Regions from separate parts of the Rattus norvegicus genome. Here all the other regions are linked to region 3. Evidence: chromatin contacts called from public Hi-C data. All regions are on one chromosome and are shown on one strand. The core of a region is the stretch at or near the end of the contact, and the rest is flanking DNA. Distances in the headings are between cores, read along the strand shown. Region 1 overlaps Rad51b (RAD51 paralog B). Region 2 has its middle 29 kb from the start of Rpl36l6. Region 3 overlaps Rad51b (RAD51 paralog B).

Evidence for each region. A called contact is a pair of places that touch in the nucleus more often than the background predicts.
Region 1: a Hi-C map of liver shows a contact between it and region 3, with 4 times the contacts expected there. The contact joins two enhancer-like sites. A contact is called at or near these places in 5 of 12 Hi-C or Micro-C datasets (Schwann cells, hepatocytes, kidney and 2 more).
Region 2: a Hi-C map of liver shows a contact between it and region 3, with 5 times the contacts expected there. The contact joins two enhancer-like sites. A contact is called at or near these places in 2 of 12 Hi-C or Micro-C datasets (kidney and liver).

Annotation. Positions count from the first base shown.
Region 1 is chr6:104,166,972-104,169,674 of GRCr8, reverse strand. All of the region lies in intron 7 of Rad51b (RAD51 paralog B), which reads right to left. Among named protein-coding and RNA genes, the nearest start is that of Atp5pdl1, 260 kb to the left of the region's middle. Within about 2 kb of position 1,289, at least 20 of the 93 cell types and tissues checked have an H3K27ac peak or open chromatin away from gene starts, as enhancers often do. A contact at or near this core is called in liver, where this site is marked.
Region 2 is chr6:104,519,262-104,521,961 of GRCr8, reverse strand. No RefSeq gene overlaps it. Among named protein-coding and RNA genes, the nearest start is that of Rpl36l6, 29 kb to the left of the region's middle. Within about 2 kb of position 1,346, at least 3 of the 93 cell types and tissues checked have an H3K27ac peak or open chromatin away from gene starts, as enhancers often do. A contact at or near this core is called in liver, where this site is marked.
Region 3 is chr6:104,357,390-104,360,144 of GRCr8, reverse strand. The region is part of intron 9 of Rad51b (RAD51 paralog B); the gene reads right to left. The region is part of intron 1 of LOC134479406 (a long non-coding RNA gene); the gene reads left to right. Among named protein-coding and RNA genes, the nearest start is that of Atp5pdl1, 71 kb to the left of the region's middle. Within about 2 kb of position 1,419, at least 3 of the 93 cell types and tissues checked have an H3K27ac peak or open chromatin away from gene starts, as enhancers often do. A contact at or near this core is called in liver, where this site is marked.

The sequences.
Region 1 (2,703 bases), core at 40-2,539, 190 kb after region 3:
AGACAAGTCACGTTGGCCATATTCACAAGGCCCTTCCATGTTGCCAATGTTGTATGTGCAAAATTAGGGTTTTATCAAGACCCTTAGCTGAAAACTGAAAAATGCCATGGGTTCCCCAGTTGGGCAATGGTAGGCTGTAAGTAGGCCGTGATGTACAAAGTGACTTTAGTTCTTGTACAAAGACACTTGGTTCTCGGTATTATGCAACCAGTCAGTTCCTGAAAAGTTGAGACTTAAATGTTCTTCTTCTTCTTCTTTTTTTTTTTTTTTGTAAATTCTCATAGATGGAATCATTAACAATTCACATCAGGAACTCAGTACTCACCGTTTAATGAAATCTGATTGTGGTTTCAGCTGTGAGTAAAGAACGCTTTGTAATTAAAATGAAATCTTTCTGTTTGATCAATCTTCTACATTCAGACTTGGTTTTACTGGAGTCTCAAGGCAGGTACTCTCAGAGTGCTACCCTCACTTGGTACGCAATGTTTTGTTTTAATGGTGTTCCTTCTTTCTTAGAAAAAAAAATCCAAAGATCCAGAGAAGTATTTCTGTAACCGAAGTTCGTGCTCTTCACAACATGAAAGGACACAACTTGTACTAGAGCTTTATTCAGCTTACTGTGGCCTGTGGCCTGCGGCCTGTGGCGTGCAAGGCATCCAGGGTAGCAGACCCTGGTAAACTATTAGGTAAGAAAACAAAAACAAAAACTGGGAACCAAGTCTCATCCACATACAGCAGCTCTCCCTGTCCAGCGATACAGCACAATCAAGATGGCGCTGTGCCAGCAAAACAAAAATCTCATTTTGTCATTGTTCTGTTTGTTTGCTTTTGTGATCTTTAGTGTATTTGAGTTAGTGGGGACAGTAATCTTTAGGGTAATGAGTTAGTGGTACTGTGATCTTTAGGCTCAATCTGCTGTCCCTCTGAGAAATATCTAATTAACTCAAGGGAAGGTCTTACCTTCAGACACCCATGACCCAGATGACATGCCAAGGCAAGGGTGCCAGCACCACTGCGTGCACCCATCACAGTCTGCCTTTCGAAGCAGCTGCTGGCAGGTGGTGTCTGCCCTCTGCTACCAGCATGCAATGGGGCAGAAAAATTAAACTGCAAGTGGGCTGAGGGAATAAAGGAAGAAGGAAATTTAAAGACAGTATCTTGGAAGCATATGTTTCAGAATCACTTCGGCCAGTTCCCTGTCAAGAAAATATCAGCCAGGTTGGTTAGCCTAATCTCCCCAGCCACAGATGTCTAGGTTCACCACAGCAGTCCCTGGGATCCCGCCAGTGGTGTGGCCATCCTGCCACCTAGCGATCCACGTGAAAGTAAGCAGCATGTCTTGGCAACACATGCTGGGTTTCAGGAGAGCCATAAACTTTTCTAAGTTCCCCACCCCTTGTTTTTCTTTCTAAAAAAATGAAGGTCATTCAACACTGGCAGCCTGGTGAGACACTGCCAATTAACCCCGACGGCCCCTCTCATCTGAAGGCGACGCGAAGAGCACTGGATCTGAAGTTAGGACATGGAGGAGAAAGGAATAACAACTCTACTTCGGTGATTTGAAAAGGTCCATTCCCTCCACATATGGTAAATGGTGGATATGGCAGCATTGTCTGGAACTGGGCAGAAAAAGTATACACATTGCAGGAGATGAAGAAAGGGAACTGCATTTTAAAACACCATTTTAGCAATGAATGCGTGCTGGGGCCATGAGATAAGCTGTGGGCTGGGCCTGCACGTCTGGGCAGGAGCCTGCTCAGTAACTTGCTAGCAGTGTGGTTAAATCTCACACAGCTTCCCGCTTGGGTTCTGTTTTCTGGGAAACAGCTGTATTTAGATGTGTTTTTCCTACTTCCACAAAGCTGCCTTGAGGATCTGTTCAAAATGTATGTGGGGGGCACTTTGTGCAAAATTTCTGCAGGCTAGAATTATCACTCTAGGTTAAAAGTAGAGTGTTCCAAATACGTTTCTTTAAAATTATGCTTTATTGAGGATGCCAAGCCTACCTTGTCAAGCCACTCCAATGTCTTAGATATTCACAATTTTTCTTTTTCCAAGACAGGGTTTCTCTGTATAGCTCTGGCTGTCCTGGAACTTTCTCTGTAGCCCCGGCTGGCCTCAAACTCATAGAAATCTGCCTGACTCTGCCTTTCTAGTGCTGGGATTAAAGGTGTGCACCACCACTGTCTCGCCCACAAGCAACAAGACTAAATTCCTCTGTGAAGGACAGAGCTCACATCATGGTGACAAACCAGGCATGAGAAGACAGGGCTTTTCTTTGCTGTTCCTGAACTAACTTTCTGTGTAACTTCAGGAAAAGCCACATCGCTGCCCTCAGCTGGAGTTTGCAAATGCACAGAAAAGACAGATGTAGAGTGAACAGCCACCTCCCGTCAGTTCTAAGATTAAAAAAAAAAAAAAAAAGTGGCTTGCTTTTGATATCCACTCTTTCTCTTCAACGAAACACTCTTGAGGATCCAGTGGGATTTCTTTGAAAGCTTAAGCTCGTCACAAACCGATACAATGTAATTTTTCAGAAAATTCCTAAAAACTGTAGGATAGACAATACAGCCTTAGGAAGAAGGAGGTGGTCACTGAAGTACGGTCCTGTTAGTGTCCATATCGGAACATCCCTGAGCTGCTCACATATGTCTGTGGCCTGAAACAGCTCACCAAGCTACCCACCTGGGCTTCCATGTCCAC
Region 2 (2,700 bases), core at 97-2,596, 160 kb before region 3:
GACAGCAGTCGGGGAGGGACTGGGGCATCCCTTCCTTACATCATCCTCTGACTTCAGTAAAGACCTAGAATAGAGCTCCCTGTGCTGCGAAGTGAGGATGAGGGTGGGCACTACATGGACCCAGCTCTGTCACTACTGACTGTGTGACCCTGGGCATATCTCTGTATCTCTGCAGTTCTCTAGTTTCTTGTCTCTGGTCAGACAGCACTTTATTCTAGTTGGAGGGGACTTCCACAGGCTCAAACACTTAACCCACAAGCTGGCAACTGAAAGTACTTAGGAACCTCCCCATCCCCCCAGGCTTCTCATAAGACATAGGAGACTCCTGTCTGCCATATTCTGACATCACAATTTGAGCTTGTGTTAAGGAAACAGAAGAGACGATGGAGGAAGAGGAGGGAAGAGAATTTAAGTTAAGGGGCTCTCGGTTCTCAGGAAGCACTGCAGCCCTGCACCAATCCCACCTCGGCCTGCTGGCCTGCAGGCCTGCCAGTGACAGTCTTAGTGGCCTCAGGAGAGCTGTGATTGGGAGCCCAGCTTCCATCATTCCTCTCAGCTTCCCACAGGCACAGTTCTTTTACTTGAGGAAGACCGGGCAGATGGGAAGATGGCGTCACAAGGGAGACATGCTTCTGAGCGGAGGTAGAAGCCCACCCATGGGTTTTCATAGTCTTTGCCAATTACCCTCCACTGTGAAGCCATGTGCAAGGCGCAAACATTTCCCTCTGCACAGGAAAGCGCGAGCTAGAACCCCAGCTCCTTTCCAAGCAACACACACATCCACATCACACCGGTATCCAGATGGCCCTGAGAGCTGCTCACTCTGGGTTGGAATTTATTCTCTGTCGAGGTGCTTGGGTCTCTGTGGGGAGAGTAATTTTCTTGAGAAAGTGTTCACTTTACCTCATCTTCCAGGGGCCCATTTCCTGCTCAGCAGGCTCCAGGTAAGTGAAGTCCCGGCCCCAGGACTGGGCGGGATTCCAAACCCTTGGTGTTTCCAACCCGGAGGGGGCCATGCCTGTTGTAAATCTTGCTTCTCCTTAAAGTAGTTCAACAGAAGGAAGACATTGGAATCTTCCATAGTACACCTTAGTCATTTGCTTTTCCCTGTCAGTTAACCTCAGGACCCCAAAGTAAAACACAGTGCTTCACTGGTCTGCCTCCTTAGCGCATCTGATCTACTGAGGAGTACCTTTAGAATGTGTGGGGAATGGCGGCTTGGTTTCCTCTCCAGATGTAGTTCTTTGGACTCTCCACCCAGGGTCACTACATGCTCATGTGGCATTGGTGGTTAAGCTTATCAAAGGCACCCCTTCTGTGTGTACACAGACATTCAAGGGCACAGTTTACCTAGAGGAACTTCTGCCCCCATCAGCTCCCTGAGCAAACATTGCCCGTAGGGCTGCACACGGTGTACCTCGCACTGTCACCAGTTTTTATTTCTCTTCTTGGGAAGGTGCTTACTGGAGGGCAGAAGGTTGAGGAGTCTTTGTGTACATTCGACACAGTTTTCCAGAGGCCTAAGAGAGATACCTTAATGTGGGCATGTTTTGAGGTCTGAGGGAATTTGGAAATGTTTTATGGTAAAGGCTCAATTTTCCTGGGACAGAAGACCAGCCTTTTGAAGTTAAGGTAAGCATGGCAGATGAAACAGCTGGTCAGTTTGACATAATCCTGCCTAGAAACTTGACAGCAAATACCTTTGGGTTTGTGTGCACATTGCATTCGGATGCTTGAAGGGAATTCCCAAGAACCATCAACCTCTTTTGAGAAAAGAGAGGTGAGGTTCATGGTACTACTCTCCCTTCTCCTTCAAGAGTTCGGCCTGTGGTTAGGACATCTGGGCCCAGGGAGTTTGAACGCATCTCTGCTTTCAGTTCTAAATCCTCACCTGTCAAGAGGCTTGCTCTCCCCGCTTTGATGAATCCATTTACAGAGTTCTTCATGGTGTGGTCTGGGGGCCAAGGGGGCAAGCCTGGAAGGTTCCCTGCAGGATCTCAGGGATATCATCTTCCCCAGCTGTGACCCAGCATAAGCACCTCTAAGCCCAAAGGAACCACAGGCAGCGCGCCCACATGTACGGTCCTCAGGAGGGTGGACGACTTCCGTTTCTGTTCAGCGTTTTTCTAAATGGAGACTTAGTAGACCCCAGCATCAGACTCTGTCAGGAAGCACAGAAGCCCTCGTTCATTTGCTAGCGCGTTCAGCAGATTTTACTGAGTAGCTACCATGTGACAGACAGCTCTTGCTTAGGCTCGGGGTGAGCTGCAAGTGAGAAAAGATCCTCTGCCCACAGTGGAAATGCCACCACCCCATCAGATCTGAAACCTGGGCATGCTCCCTTCTGAGAAACAGCATTCACATTTGCTGCTTGACGCATTCTGTTTTCCTCACTAAACCCAGCTTAGGAGGAGAGGGACCTTGTCTACAGAATTAGCACTTACACTGGCACATTGTGGCCCTCACTGACATAAATAAGCTGGGCAAACTAGCTTATTCTCAAGTATACTAAAAGTCAGGAAGATTCCCTTCTGGTGATGGAAATCCAGCCTCTGTGGCGGGTCTATTCCCAAGTGAGGGTCAGGAGGCCAGAGATGCTAGGACCAGAAGTCCCTGGAGGTTGGAATGGCAAAGCCATAACCAGAGTACAGCAGGTGAGGAGGACATCCTTATCCAAGAACTTGAGATCTGTGCTCGTGT
Region 3 (2,755 bases), core at 170-2,669:
GTTCTGAGCCTCAGCTAAGGGACGTTGTATCCAGAAGGACTTCTTGAAAATAGTCACAGGGTTTGGAGAGGTCACGGATTAAGATGTGTGCAGTTAGTGAGAGGCAGTGAGATAACCATGTCAGGTGGAGCCCATTGCCTTTCAGACTGATAGGTGAGAGGGGTATCTCCAACATGAGGTATTTAATTGTAGCAAAAAATGTGATCAACCTTCTTGGTATCCTACTGGATAAAGTGAGGACGAGTAAGGCTGGATGCTGGTAGCATTAAGTGGGTTTGCGAGTGATCAAACGGTCCTTAGCAACCTATGAGGGGCAGCAACCTTGAGCAGGTGCCCCCGAATCTAACCTTGGCCTTGTCACATTCAGCATTTTTACGGAGGCAAGTGAAGATGTTGCTGTACCCATACCCTAAAACAAACATGGAGCCCAATAGGGAAGAAAGTGACCAAAAACCACTCTGTCTCAACACACCTTACATTCTAAAGGAGGCAAAAGGTAATGCTGAATGGCTGTGGTGTGCTAGGCAGTTGTGTGTCTATGAAGGGGAGCAGAAAAGAGCATAGAGGGGCTGGGGATTTAGCTCAGTGGTAGAGCGCTTACCTAGGAAGCGCAAGGCCCTGGGTTCGGTCCCCAGCTCCGAAAAAAAGTACCAAAAAAAAAAAAAAAAAGAAAAGAGCATAGAACAGATATTGTGGTTGATTAGGGAAGTGCTTGGTTTTAAATAGAGGGGTGGAGGTCACTGAAAAGGGCTGAGGATTATGTGACTAACACACCCAAGGGAAGTTGATTTGAGGAGGTAACAGAAGAGAAACATAGGGGCTGGAGAGATGGCTCAGTGGTTAAGATCACTGACTGCTCTTCCAGAGGTCCTGAGTCAAGTTCCCAGCAACCACATGGTGGCTTACAACCATCTATGATGGGATCTGATGCCCTCTTCTGGTGTGTCTGAAGACAGCTACAGTGTACTCATATATATACATATACAATGAGTAAATAAGGCTTTAAAACAGACGAAGAAGAAGAAGAAAAAGAAGAAGATGACAAAGGGGAGTTTGTACATTAACCAGGCAACTGTGATAATCAAATGAATCTCAATTTGGCTAAAACGTTGAGACAAATCTTATGTTTATTTTAGCGGAAGGTCAAAGGTTTATATATTAAGAGGTAACCAGAAAATCGCATATCTTGGAGAGTACAATTTCATTGAAATAAATGTAAGGCCGTCTCTTTGGGAACAGAGTATCCGTTATTGGTGACATGTTAGGAGAAATGAGATTTGGCATTCAGAAAATAGACTAGGAATGTTAGTCAAATGAATCAGCTCTGAGATGTGGCTCAAAAACCTAGTGCGGGCTCAGGTTGTAAGTTCAGCCTCTGCAGGGAGCGGGGGTTGTGTCAGCAAACCGCACTTAATGAATGCAGCATGTTTGGATAGGGGACAAAATCCAAACTCCAAACTGACAAACAGGAGGACACCTAAAGGAGAGCAAACAGAGGTGGTTGAAAGTCCAAAGCACTTCAGATCACAAACACTTCGATGCAGTCCCAAAGGCTGGACGTTGAGGGGAAGTCCACACTGCTTCTGAGTTTTCATAGGTGTGTCTCACAAAACTAGTTGGGGGATATAAAAGCCCCATAGCTGTCAATGAAAAGAGTGACAAATGCTGCATGTCTTTGTAAATACGCAAAGACTCTTCTCTCCTGAAACATGACCCAGTAGCCTATACCTTTGCACCCCTTTGCCATTCAAACTAAAAGCTAGCTCCTGCATATACGTGTGTGTATGTGTAGCATATAGGGGGAGTGTGGGGCCCGAGATAGACTTTGAATGTATTTCAGTATTGCTCTCAACCATATTTTTCGAGACAGGTTTTCCAATTAAACCTGGCGCTCACTATTATGGCTCTACTGGCTGGTCATCAGGCCTCCAGCATCCTCCTATCTCTGCACCCTGCCTCAGAACTAGAGTTACAGGCACATACTGCCATGCCTGGTTTTCTACATGGCTACTTGGGACCTGAACTCAGGTAGCCACGTTTCTATAGCAAGTACTTTACCCACTGAGCCACTCCCCAGGGTAAACCACCCTTGGAAGCAAACGGCCTCACAGCTGGTGACTTGGGCTCTTCTGCTTCAGATGTTCAGTGGCCTCTCATGGTTGGAGTGTTCTAGTGTGTACATGTGGGCGGTCATCCAGAGTCCCTGTATCTTTTCCAGCACATAGGCCTGCAAGGAGGCCTGGGGACTAGGAAAACCCTGAGTCCTTTGTGGGGAAAAAAAGAAGTGGGCTCTGCCTCTGAGGGTTCCAAAGTCTCCATTTGTAATACCGAATGGTAAGCCCCAATTGGACAGATGTAGATCAGTCCACTTCTCTTGGGGGTGAAAAAACCAGCCAAGGAAAAGACAAGATAGCAAATACACCCCACAGTAAGGTTATTGCATGATTCAAGGCGGGGGTAAAGGGTGGGGGGCTGGCTAGGGCATCTGTGCAGTGACCTCACGGTTTGTGGCTTCCACACTGGCACTGCCTTTCATCTCTGAATGCCCAAGCCTTTCAGCCTGGGTGCAAATGCTGTCTCTTCCAGAAACTAGTATTCTCTCCCCAGCCTAGGGCCATCTCTCCCTAACCCATCACGCTGTCTCTGCAGCTCTCTGAGAATGAAATCGGTTTTATTACTGTTCTTTAACACACACACACACACACACACACACACACACACACACACACACACAATATTATTTTATTTTATGTGT